Linked DNA regions of Rattus norvegicus: region 1 is linked to region 2. The links are chromatin contacts, called in public Hi-C maps. All regions are on one chromosome and are shown on one strand. Each heading gives the region's core, a stretch centred on a gene start, on an enhancer-like site or on the middle of the called end of the contact. The rest is flanking DNA. Distances are from core to core; before and after follow the strand shown. Region 1 holds the start of Plekhg6 (pleckstrin homology and RhoGEF domain containing G6). Region 2 holds the start of Vamp1 (vesicle-associated membrane protein 1).

Region 1 (6,624 bases), core at 2,883-5,382, 170 kb before region 2:
CTGGGTGAACATTTTACACCCTTCTCAGGTCAAAGGCAGAGGAAGGCCCAGTCAGAGAACAGGCCTGGAGTTCAGACACCCGATTCCAAGGCCAGCCCTGGGGAAACCCCACATCATTCTTCCTCTGGGGCTCCCTGTTCCTCTTCTAACTTCCTCTGTCACCTGTGCCCCCAGCAGACGCCTCACATTCCCACAGTGCCTCAGCCTCTTTCCATGCTAGAATAGACAGACATCTTCACACATTTGAAAGAGCGTCAAACGCTTTCCTGATGAGCCATCCCCATCCACATACTCTGCTTAGCCTGCCGATGAAGGGTAATACTAAACCAAGGGTGATCATAGGAAATCATCCAAACACCAGCTATCAAAAAACAGGCGGGAACAGAGAGAGAGGTGACAGTGTGGGCAAGTATCCTCCAAATGAAATGTTCTGGGTCTTCCAGTTCAGTGCAGTGCCATTGGGCAAATACTGAGGCTAGGCTAGCGCCACCATGCTTTATGCAAGGGGCTATCTCTGCTTCAGGGACATTTAGTCAAGGGCCAGGACACACACAGAGAGATAGCTGCGGGGCTGGAATAAGAAAGTGGCAGAGCCTTTGAAGAAACACTGTGGGGCTGGAGAGATGGCTCAGCGGTTAAGAGCACTGACTGCTCTTCCACAGGTCCTGAGTTCAATTCCCAGCAACCACATGGGGGCTCACAACCATCTGTAATGGGATCTGACGCCCTCTTCTGGTGCGCCTGAAGACAGCTACAGTGACTTATATATAATAAATAAATCTTTAAAAGAAAGAAAGGAAGAAAGAAAGAAAGAGAACTGTGAGTGGGGCCACCCAGAGGTGATCGGCTTGGAGGTGGGATTACCCCTAGGGAGCCATCAAAGCAGACGAGTCTGGAAGACCTGACCTTTCAGTATTTCTGTTTGTTTGTATACAAGCCCTGGATAATACTGAATCTCTGGTCCTCATGCCTCCGCCTCCCCAGTGCCAGAGTAAGAGTCACGTGCCACCAGGTTACACTGATGTGGGGAGTCAGGCTGTGCGCTTCACACGTGCCAGGCCAGCACTGAGCCAACTGACTGAGCCATGCCCCGGCCCTCCTTGTTTCCTTTTAAAATTTTCTTCCCAATTGTATTTATGTGTGTGAGGAGGTCTGAGTCTCTCCTTCCACTAGGTGGGTCCTGAGGCCTTTGTTTTCCCAGTCTTCTCCTTAGCCTTGTTTGCTAGTTTTTCTGCCAGGGTCTCACTGTGGGCACTCATGCTTCAGCCTCCTGGGAATGGGGGACAAGTGTACATCACACTCAGCTCCCAGCTCCCAGCTCCTTTACATGAAAGCTCTTCCACATCATGGGTCTTTGTTCATCCTTTGTCCCAAAAGTGTCCTTCCTGCAGCCCCGCCAGCATCACCGTTTGCACTCAGCACTGTGGTCTCAGTACAAAGCTCAACTCCTCCATGAAGCCTTCCTTCCTATGTAGGAGCTGGTCCCTCTTACGTGTGCTCATGGTTTCCAGCCCATTAAGTCTATGTCTACCTTTATCAAGGTTCTGTCTACCCATCTGTCTCTCCACAAGTCTGGAGGTCCCTGAGTCTGGGTGGCATTCTCTCATTTATCTCAAGATTCCTGAGACCTCCCACAGGGGGACAGGAGGAAGCAAGGCAGGGAGAACAACGGGAGGCCAAGGCCAACGGAAGGCACCAGTGACCCAGCTGCCTTGCATGCATTGTCTTCCATGACCTGCTCAAGCCCCCAGTCTGTCCCCAACTCTTCAGAAAAGACATGAGTCCCATTGGCTGCCTCCTGTGGCTAGTAACTCCTAGCACCTCATTAACAAAGATGGCCCACCTCTCCCCAGGGATGTGGACTGGGTCGAACTTAAAGCTCAGTTCATCTTTGGCACCTTCCCGCCTCTTGAAGCTTTGTGCCTACCCCGCAGATTCACCGCTGGGCCCCAAAGTTACCTTTCAGACAGAGCCTTTCGATCCTCCAAACTCAGATCCCAGGACACCTCATCAGCTGGGAGCCTGATGAAGAGCATCTGGCCCAGGGAGGAAACTGAGGCATGGTCAAAGAATGTGACCCATGTTCTGGCTACTGGGAACTTCTAAGGAAACAGAAAAAGGAAAGAGGTATCCAGAAGGTCCCCTGTGTTCTAACCAGTGACTCCCAGCCCCTCCTGGCAGAGGTTCAGCCTCTGGCACCCTAGTCTTCAGTCGAGTGAGGATTCAGTTCCTCTCTGCTTGTGCTTCCTTCTCAGCCCGCCCCAGGAGTCTGCCCTCCCCAGTTCAGAAGAGCTTGGTTGTAGAAAGGACGGCCAGACAGAGCCAGAATAGAAGGAACGAACCAAGAAAGCCTTTGAGTCCACCTGCCCACACACCAGGAGCTGGCCACACCTCTGTCTTTAGCTGTGTCTGGGAACCTCTCCTCCCAGGGAGACTTGATACAGGCCCCAGGGGCACTGGGAGGTGGAGGTGGGACCTCAGTCCTGAGGGAAGGGAAAGGGTTAACTCTGCCTGGGTCTATGGGAGGCATCAGCAGCTCATCCCAGGTGGGGGGGGTGGAGGGGGGGGGCAGGGGTGGGGGGGTGGAAGTCCAGGATTGTCTCTGTCACCCTCTCAACTCCAATTTCCCTCTTTCTTCTCCTTCCACCTTTATCTGGGAAACAGTGGGAGGAGGAGCCAAGAGCCCTCAGCCCCGACCATCTCCGGGGTGTCATTTAATATGGCCAGTAATCACCACCAACTGGTTCCTTAACTCTCTCCCACGGCTACTCACAGTCACTGCATATGTCTTCCTCTTCTCCTGGCCCCGCACAGTGTGACTGCTAGGAACAGGCAAACACTACATCCTTAACAAGCAGGGATCCAACTCCTTCCCCCCAGGGCACACAGCTGGGGGCAGGATGCAGGATGGAGGTAACCAGAGGGCTCCTCTGTAACGCTGAAACCTCACCACATCATAATTTGAAAAACAACACTGGAGAGCAAATTGTGGCTGAGAACAGGAACACACATTCAAATAACCAATAAAGGTTGCCTCTCGCCATGGGAGAGGGTGAGAATTACAGCATCCCCCCCAACCCCCCACTCCCACCCCTTCACCCTCCCCACCCCCACCCCCAACCCGGCTCTGAACACTTCTGAAAGGGTTTTGAGGACTTTGGGATGCTTTGTGTGGTGAGAGGTTGTGTCAGTCCAGTCCATTGGCAGAAGGAAGATCCCAAAGTGGACCTCAGACCTGCCCACGCCTCTACAGAGACGACTGCCTCTGGATCACACATCCATGAGATGATGCCTCTCATTTCTTCCCTCAGACCAGACAACGTGACTTGGGAATGTGGGGCGGGGTGTGGATGAGGGGGTGGGGCTTTCACATCACCTCCAACCAGTGCTGTACCACTTTGGAGAAACTGTTCAGTTTGTAGCCTTTAGGAAAGCCACGCTGGCCCAAGGGCAGTACGGTGGGAAGGTGCCCTCACCTGGTATCACCCTCCTTCCAGGCTTAGGTAATGGGAGGACTGTTGGGTATGGGCTAAGCCTGGCCCCAGACCCCTCCCTGAATCAAACGCAAAGTCCACAGAACCTTCCGCCCTGTTGCCAGGGAAGGCCAGCAAGTCCACTGGAGATAAGGGCTACACTTTGGACTCTACTCCATGGCCAGAGGACGGCCATAGTGACGAGGATCCCTGGGCCTACGCCCTTCCTGATGCTAGGCTGGCTCCCTTTCAGGGTAACGGTCTAGGACAGGCAAGAGGGGAAAGGGTGCAACGCAGGGAAGGTTACCTGCCACAAGTCACTTGGTCATTACCTCACCGCCTCCGCGTAGCGGCGCCCAACCTCTCATTTACCCCTCATTACCCTGGCGCCTGGCAGGGGTCTGGCCGGGAAGGGAAGACGCGCTGGTGGCCTGCGGGTGGCACTGGTTCCAGCCCCTGACCCCGACCAGGTGACAGATTGCTGACTAGTTCAGGTGCAAAAGAAAGGGAGAAGGCACACACCGCGAAGTGAGCACTCCTGGTCTGGGGTTGGTGTACCGGAGTCCGGCTCCGTCCGGGTGACCGGGACCGCGACGCTGCACGGCTCCCAGGGAGGGGGAGGTGCCAGCCCGCGTCCCGCCCCTCTGCCGCCACCTTCACCTCCCCTCCCGGCCCCGTGCTGCCTGGTCCCGCGGGCCGCTCGGTCCTAGTCCCCAGGCTGGGACAGTGGGACTGCCATCGCCAAAGAAGCTGACAACGACCCGGATTCCCACCGGATCCAGCGGGCATCAAGGACAGCGGAAGCCCGGACACCTGCGCTCACAGGTGAGCACTTGAGAGGGCGAGTGCCGGTGGACAGGGACCCGGGGATCTGGGACAGGGTCGCCAGGCCTCAGAAGGAGGAGGGAAGGAGGCCGGGAAAGAGGGAGGGAGAAAAACTGGGCCTGGGAAAAGATAGAAAGGGTGGGAGTGGGGAGGGATAGTAAGGGAAGCAGGGGAGGGAAGGGCGGGGGACTGCCCTCAGGGGCTGAACTGTTGTTGCCCCGGGGCGAGAGACGTAATGAGCAATCTCCTCTGCGCAGAAGTCAGAGAAAGTTAGGGGAGAGAAAAGGAGGTGCTCAGGGACCAGCCGATGGGAAACCAGCCCCTGTATAGTGTGTGTTATTGAGTCCAACTCCCATTAAGGGCCTCTTCTCCTCAGGCCCTGCCTACTGCAAGGGATGGGTCTTCCATCCAGGTCTGGAAAAGAGGGGTGGAGTCCGGCATCTGACTTGCAGCTCCATGGTGGTGTCCTCAGAGGCTGGGAAAGACCGAACTTAGTGGGAGTGCAGCGGGTTGCCTCAACTAGGCTCGTCTCTACAGACCCTGTCTGACAGTTCTCCCGACTTCGCCAGATTGTGCGTGGACGTGGGGGTCCAGGTAAGGGGTGCGCAGACTTCTCAGGAAAGGGACAAGATTTATTGTAGAGCCTCTTGCCTACTGAGTCTCAGTTGCGACTAACAGAAAAGCAGCCATGGATGGCAGCCCAACCAGTAAGGGTGACCGGATGGCTGAACCGTGATAAAACTAGATGTAACTCATGGAATGGGAACTGTGTGTATTGTTTTTCATTTTCCCCAAACATTATTATTATTATTAATTATTATTATTATTATTTTTTTTATTATTAGCTTTCCCCCCTACTATTTAAAAACGTAAACGTTGCCAAGCCCAGTGGAATATGTCTGTGATCACCGTCCTCTAGGAATTCAGTCAGGGGAATGCAGAGTTGAAAGGTGGTCTAACCTGAGTTACACAGTGTGTTCCAGGTCAGCCCGAGCTATGAGACCCTCCTGTCTCAAATCAGGAAAGAAAATAAAAGCCGTTCTTAGCCCACAGTCTGTCCCAACACGAGGGACCCTCTTGGCTGTCTCGAGTCAGTTTTACCCCTCCCAGTTCATGGAGTTTGTGCAGTGTTGACAAAGGCAATGCAAGAAAGGAGACACCTAAGTGCGAGAGGACCCGGCTACCTGCGGCTATCTAGAGTGCTAGACATGCCTGCGACCCTTGCTCCCAGCTGCTCTTGAGGCTACAGCATCCTCTGAGGCTGAAGTGTGGATGTTTCCTACTTGTAAAGCAGATGTTCCTACCCAGCCTGCACCTGGACCTGCCTTCCCTCTACTAACCTGTAGTTAGCACACACCCCTCCTCCCTCAAGTGATCACCACCTGGCCCTCTTCCTCCCCACTCTGGTCTTTCCTTGCTGTCTGACCAGCGGAGACATTCCTTACTAATACAGCCTGGGCTTTCTGTCTTGCAGAAAAGGGGACCCCCACCCCTTTCTCCTGGACATTGGAGATATGATCCTCTGGGGGTAACTCAGGAAAGAAACAATGCAAACCTTTGATCCTCCAAATGAGGGCCCCCTCCAAGGCCTGGTTGCTTCCCGAATTGAGACTTATGGGGGCCGTCACCAGACCTCTGCCCAGAGTTCTGCTGGGATTACATATCCCAGAGGAGGTCCTGCATTGGTGAGTTGGCCTGTGCCCGGAAGGTGACCTGGGTGGGGCAGGAGGGATGACACCAAGGCTTTGAAGTCTGTCCCCTTCTAGTTTCACAGGCTGCTCTATTCTTGTCCCTTAACCTCCTCCACTTTCCGGGGTTGCTAGGGTGAGGGAGGGGGCAGTGCCTGGGCCAGGACACCCAGCCCCAGACAACAGAGTGGGAGAGGCAGGGAGCTCAGAAGAGGGATTGGGAAGCATTTCTGAGTTACCATTGCACCGGGGAAAGGCATCTTTCAGTCTCTACTTGAGCTGGGAGGAGTCAGAAGCTCCCTGAGTCAGGGCTGAAGAAGAGCAAAGGTTCAGGGTGCCCCTGTTCTCACAGGGGAGGCGGGGGAGTGGCCTGAAGGGTCACCGTCCCGCCCCTGGCTCCACCTGCCCGGGCCACTTCCAAGCCTCGTAGAGGAAAGGGGTGTGGAAGCCAGGGCTTAGGCTGTTTCTGCCCTCAGTGCTTCCTTAAGAACAGTTCCTCTTCTAGCTGGGGGTATTCCCTGCCTCCCTAGAGGATTCCACCCCTGGAAACGGAGACTTGCCCAGGCAGAGGGCAGAAAGGGACACTAGGAAGTATGTGAGGCCATTCAGGCCAAGGCAGACAAAGAATGTGACCAGGC
Region 2 (6,730 bases), core at 1,706-4,205:
ATGCAAACTCAAGCATATCCTCTGGCACAATGGCCACAGGGACAACTATGCCAGCCTTGACCTAAATGGAATTAGGCTGGCCACGTGAAATAAAATGGGACATCCCAATCCATGGGAAGAGAACTTTGTAGGGACCACTAAATTGCAAGGACACTTGAACTCTGAAGCCTGAATGTGAAAGAGGCAAGCTGATGACCCTGCTTATGGGGGTGAGGGGCATCTGGTTCCCAGTACTGTTTCACTGTGTAATTGTACATTATGGCTGCTGCAAAGACAGCTTGGAGAACCTCCAAAAGCAAGGTCTGTAGAGCTGGAGTGAATCAGGGCTGTTTGTATTATTCTTGACAAAGAAGATAGGAGCTTCATTTAAATTGAATCTGATGTGAGGCCTAATACAATTACACAAATTGTTCCAAAGCACAGAGCAGAAGCAAAAAAACGTTCGAAACAGTCCTCAGTGTACATGCAGCATAGACACTCTGTTCATTCTCCTTCAGACTGGGCAATGCCTCAGGATAGTCCCCTGGTCCCCTGTCACAGAAGAAAGCTTCAACTGCACTACTATGCATGTGAGGACCAGTCTCTCTTCCAGCACCACTGAGGGAAAGCAGTCCCAAGGTCTAAGAAGGGAAAAAGTAATGCAGGGTGGATTGGGTTTGGTTTTGATTTGTGTTTTGGTTGGCTGGGCTTTTTGTTTGTTTTGTTTCGTTTTGAGATGAGTCTCATGAAGCCCTGGCTCTCTATGTAGACCAGGCTAGCCTGAAATGCAGATTCACCTGCCTCTGCCTTCCATCCGCTAGGGTTAGAGCAAGTGTGGTGTCTTGAAGATAAACTTCTCTCTGACATTCATCAGCTAATGAGTTTCCAGAATTAAACCTACAGAAGATTTTTTTTTCTGCCATGGTGGGGGCCACACAAGCAAGATAAAGAGAGAAATTTAAATTTTAATGTAATAGGATTTCTTAAGTGCTAAAAAAAAGTCTTTGCTAGAAAAGTCCAAGAATAAGTACTGTAAAGTTTAAGCCACCCAAAAGTTGCTAAAAACGTGAATTCCTTGACTAATTACAGCAGAATATGTAGACTCTTCTTTTCTATTACTAAGTGAAATGTCCGGTAGACAAAATATAATAGTCCCTCAGCGAGACTCTATAGCAGATGAAACCGGCTTCTTCTACTTAAAGGGTCACTTTCCCATTTTCTTCCTAGACGTGAAGGAGGGCACAAAGCCATGGGAGCCACAAGATCCCACTGCTATTGCGCTAGCTAAGCAATCTAGCTCTAGACCAGAGGCAGGGATTTCAATGAGTTGGTAGCAGCTAGTGTTGGAAAGAGTCCAGGATGGTGGCACCAATGACAAGATTAAGGTCAGAGACCTCGTGATTCCCTGCTAGCCACCATGCTTTCTCCACCTCCTTCCAGACATCACACATGAACTCTTGCAGCCAGTCAGCTGAAGAGGACCCTCCCCCCACCCCAAACATCTAGATCTATATATGGGCTTAAAAACTGCACAGAATGTCAAACCATAGACCTCAAAGAGGCAGGATAAAATGAGTGTATAGCTTTAGAGGGCTCACTTTACTATTTGTTGGGAGGTAGAAACACTCCACCCTAACCTATCCAGGGAGTTACAATCCTTATGTAATACAAAATCCCCTCCCCCTTTGTCAATAGAAGCAATGCAAGAGGAGTGTGGTGGTGCACACCTTCCATCCCAGGGTTTGGAAGGCAGGGGCAGGTGGATCTCTGAGCTCAGGGTTAGCCTTATCTATAGAGGGAATTCTGAGACAGCCCAGGCTACACGGAGCAACCCTATATGGAAAAACCAAACAAAGGAGAGAGGGAGAAAGGAAGAAAGAGAGAGGAAGAGGAGGAAGGGGAAGGGAGGGAGGGAAGGAGGAAGGGACGGAGGGAGGGAGGGAGGGAGGGAGGGAGGGGGAGAGAGAGAGAGAGAGACAGAGAGAGAGAGAGAGAGAGAGAGAGAGAGAGAGAGAGAGAACACACAAATACAAATACATCTAGCACCAGGCAAGCGATCCAGATAATAAGTGGAAGGAAAGAAAATCCTTCATTGTGTGTATGTGATCCTAAAGGGAAGGTCTGAATTTATCTAGCCACAGATCTTCAAAGGGGATGAAGCCGAAAACAGCTAAAGACTAAACTATGCTTTTGATAAAATGAAGAATTCACTGTTCTCCCTATTTCTCCTCCGATATTTGGCTAGGATTTGATCACTGGAAATCACCTTAGCATAAACAGCTGCATTAGGATCTCATACTACTGTCCCCTGAGACTTTCTGAGCTGCTCACAAGGCGCCACAGAACTAGCAAGTAAGTTTCTGCAGCTTTGCTCACAGCCATGAGGCAGGTACATCACACTTTGGGTGAGGGGCATGCACAAATCCAGAGACTGCGGGCAACCCAAGTCAAGAATGGACAGGTGCACTATAGTGTAAGTCTTCCCAGAGGCTTTAACAGACTCTGTCAAACAAGAAAAGGTCTCCGAGTTTCCTGTCTAAATCTATACCTCCCCCACTTTTTTCCCCTGTGGGGGTTCCACCACCCAAAGACAAGAGAGGAGGGTGCAATGAACGTGGGACCCCCGCACCCTCGCCCTGCCGTGAAGTGCCAGCCGCAGCTGGTGCGGGATGGAGCGCTGCCCGCATTCCGGGGTGGCCCGGTCTGGGGGCCGCGCGAGGTGGTGGTTCCCGGCGTCGCCGCAGCTGCTGCAATGCGCCATTTTCCGTCCCGCAGAGTCGGACACTGCGGGGGAGAGCCTGTAAAGAGGTGTCGAGGACCCTAGACCAGAATCAACTCACATTTTTCTGAAAGAGGAAGTGGAGGTCCGTCCCCTCTCTAGAGAATGCAATGAGACAGGCAGGGAGACGCTGCGGCTGAAGTAGACGGAACTGCCGAGCTCCGCCTCACGCGAGCCACCCGGAACTCTAACTGCGGTGGAACTTACTGCAGGTGCAGCGCCGACTGTCGGCTTTATTAGACATGACCACGCCTCGTGGATGACGTCAAAATCTCCAGGTCCAATCCACCTGGGGCATATCCTGCTAGTCCCGCCCCCACGACTACAGCAATTACCGTTGTCCTCTTATTTCTATTTCTTCCCTGACCAATACAAGAGTGGCTTGTTTTACGTCCAGCTCAAACTCTGAGGGCTGTCTCTCAGCGGCTGAGTTATACCTTTTATGGTGCCTACCAACCAATCGCTGAGCTGGAGGCTGCTGTCACTCTTATCGCTCCCGCCCACAGGCACCTGGCGAAAAGGAAACCCAGGTGACCTAGACTCTGAAATCCAACTGGCCCCGGAGGTTCAGCAGTGAATGCATATTCATGAAGCCCTTGGCTGTAAGGCCACCCGGTGCCTGCCTGAGACCCTAAAATCCACAAAGGCTTTGTTAGTTCTTCTCTTCCGATATAGCCTGCCCTATATTGAACTTCGTCCCTAAACCTGTTCTTTCTAAGTTACCACAGCGAGTTAATTAACTCAGTCCAGAAACCTGAACTAAACTAGACATCCCTATTTTCTGTTTTTGCTTTGTTTTGGTTTTTCGAGATTTTTTCTTTTTATATTTTTCATTTTTTTATTTTATGGTACAAGTTTTTGCCTGCATCTATGCATGCCTGGTGCCCTTGGAGGCCGGAAGAGGGCGTATTCCCTGGAACTTGAATTATAGATGGTTTTGCGTGCATGCGAGTGCTGGGAACCAAACCCTCTGTAAAAGCAGTATGCTCTCTGAGCCATCTCTCTACAGGCCCAGCCCTTTCCTCTTTACCCCTCCTCCAAAAACTAAGTGGAATCGATTTTCCGTCTCAATACTTAAAGACTTTCTTTTTTCTTCTTATCGTATCCCTTTCCTAGACACCAATTGTAAAACGCGACATTATTTTCTGTTTCACATCTTTAAACGGATCTATATACGTGATTGCATTTTCTTAGCCTTAGAATTTTTATTTCACATTTAGTGGAAGCTTGGGTTTGTATGCAGTGTAAGTTTTTATATCTCACTCTTGGGTATTCATGCAAAGGAAGAGAGAAAATAACAGCATTAACAGAACAGCTACACCTTGACATTCAGAGACTTTTTTCCCCCACCAGAAACAGAGGTTTGTGTAGTCCAGGCTGGCTTCAAACTTGAAATATAGTCAAGAATGACCTTGAAATTCGGATCCTCCTAGTTCTGCTTCCTGCATGCTGGGATTGCACAAGTGTACAGCCTTGGCCGGTTTCTGCAGTGCTGAGCGTCCTTCTCTGTTCCTTTTGCCTGCTAGGCAGTCACTTTGCCAACTGAGCTCCATCCGCATGCCCCAGAGACCATCTCTCAGAGAGTCCTGGTTTTCACTCAGATGTCCGCCCACATGTTGTAGTCCTATGTGCGAGCCCTTAAGTCTTTGATGATGCAGCATGTCCTTACTAGATGGAAGATACTCCTTTTCTCCCTCTGGAACTTCCTTTCCAGTGCCTGGCATGCACTCTGCAAGTTTTGACATTTTGACGCTCACAAGCAAATATGACAAATACAGTGTGGGTAGTGCCGGATTAAGAGCTACAGAAAAATTGTTGCCAAATGGCAAGAGAAAGATGGAAAGGGGGGGGGCATCCTAGATCCAGTCGTGTTCCCACATACCTGTCTAAATATCACAATCACCATACATGGCATTTATTTTTCTTTTCTGAAATTGTTACTTCACATCCCCTCCCCCCATTTTTTTTTTTATTCTGTCGTGTCTTACAATTGATGATTTTGGGTTGGGAGCGATGCCCTTAAAACCCTCCATTATTGATGTTACTATTATGGTTAGAGTTAAATATGACTGGGTTCATGGAAAAACCCCAGCCAGCTGCAGAAGACTAATACCAATCTGGTGGTCAGGATGAATAATGATATGACAAAGTCGTGACCTTGCTAAGAAATATATCTGCTGTCAAGATGCCCAATGATATGACCTGTAACCTTTCTGAGAAACCAACATCCTGCTGACTAATGATGTGACAAACCTGTGACCTTTCTGAAAAACCAACATCCTGTTGACATCAGCTGACCACACGAATACTGTGTCCTTGGCCTGCGTAAATGTTTCACACTTCCCCCCTCCCTCTGTCACCCCTGTTATGGTATAAAATCAGCCTTGGGAAAAAATAAAATTGTTGCCTTGATCAGACTCTTGTCTTGGCATCCTTCTTTGCGTCTCTTGTCCCCCATTCTTTTCCAGGTACCCTCTGCACCCTCATTAACAATTTTGGTTTTGGTTTTTAAGATGTGGGGGGGTGTTTTGTTTGTTTGTTTGTTTTTGTTGGTTTTTGTTTTGTTTGTTTGTTTTTTATAGCTGTGGCTGTCCTGGAACTCACTCTGTAGACCAGGCTGGCTTCATGCTCAGGGACTCACCTGCCTCTGCCTCCCCAGTGCTGGGATTAAATGTGTGCACGGCCGCTCCTCAGCTTTTAGGTCATTTTGCCCCATAGTGGGTATGACTTTGACTCCCTGCAATGGAACAAGCCGTATTCCCACCTCAGCCCCCCAAATGCTGGGAGGACACTGAACGAGCATTTTAAAAGTAGGTTCGGGGTTGGGGATTTAGCTCAGTGGTAGAGCACTTGCCTAGCAAGCACAAGGCCCTGGGTTCGGTCCCCAGCTCCGAAAAAAAGAATAAAAAAAAAAAAAAAGTAGGTTCATGAGCTGACAAGAAAGTAAACATGGACTAAGACCAAACAAGGGAAAGCTAATACCCAGAGTCAGCTGAGCATTGTGCCTCGGGGATACCAGTCAAGCACAGGAAACAGCATGGCAGTCTTACTCAAAGTTCAAAACCTAACAGAATTCCCTACATAAAGCTGGAATCCCTATATTGGCAACTAAGGGAGTTTTTAAAGTACTGGTACCCTGTGTTCCTCAACTGACATTATTTGCAAACTAGGAGCCTGCTAAAGCTCTCTTTGTCTTTTTAAATATTTGAATTCATAACCTCGAATGATGTTTTTAATACTTTGCCTGAAATCCTAGTTTTATTCACTTCTGAAAGCTTTAGCATCTCTTCCTCCTAAAATCATCACGGCAAAATTCTCCAAGTGGTCTGGCGTTGACTTAGCACCCGGCACCAGCAGGAGCAATGCAGACCTCCCTGGTGAGCTCCTCTTCAATGGAGGCCTTGGGAAATTTCCACAGAGACAGCTCCAAGAGAAATAAATTGCGATCATATGCTGAAAACAGATCAGGAAAGAAATGCCAAGAACCAGAGAGACAGGCACACGAATTAAGGAAATTAAAGAACCATGCCAAGTAGTTCAACGTCTGAGTAATAAAGAATATGAAAGGAAAAAACAGGATGTATGAGAAAAGGAAATGGGTGGACAAGGGATTAATCATAAAATAAATGCAGCAAAACTTTCCAGAACTAAATGAGCCTGCCCAGACCAACTAGTGGATCCTAGCTACCACAATGAAAGAAAAGGGATCATATTAAAACACACCTGTCTGTACTCTCAGAACAGAAGAGAAAAACAGAAGGCTTTAAAGTCTTTCAACAAGAGAACATGGAACAGGAGCGAGAAGAGCACCATCAATGCAGGAGAATAGTTCAGTGGCTCCTAAAGAACTCTCAGGGGCTAGAGAGGCTCAACAGGATAGAGAACTGGCTGCTCTCCCAGAAGACCCAAGTTTGGTTACCAGCACCCAAATGGTGCCTCACAACCATGTGTACCTCCAGTTCCAGAGAATCT

Evidence for each region. Hi-C and Micro-C count contacts between places; a contact is called where the count stands out from the background.
Region 1: a contact with region 2 is called in a Hi-C map of the A7r5 cell line, with 2.4 times the contacts expected there. The contact joins the promoter of Plekhg6 here to the promoter of Vamp1 in region 2. A contact is called at or near these places in 4 of 12 Hi-C or Micro-C datasets (the A7r5 cell line, hepatocytes, liver and 1 more).

What each region holds. Positions count from the first base shown.
Region 1 is chr4:159,865,630-159,872,253 of GRCr8, reverse strand. Plekhg6 (pleckstrin homology and RhoGEF domain containing G6) reads left to right here and starts at 4,132. Exons shown (of 17, transcript NM_001427743.1): 1 at 4,132-4,298; 2 at 4,675-4,892; 3 at 5,773-5,983. The coding sequence starts at 5,846. LOC134486640 (a long non-coding RNA gene) reads right to left here and starts at 699. Exons shown (of 2, transcript XR_010065941.1): 1 at 1-699.
Region 2 is chr4:159,695,119-159,701,848 of GRCr8, reverse strand. It overlaps Vamp1 (vesicle-associated membrane protein 1), which reads right to left and starts at 2,955. Exons shown (of 5, transcript NM_013090.2): 1 at 2,820-2,955. The coding sequence starts at 2,821.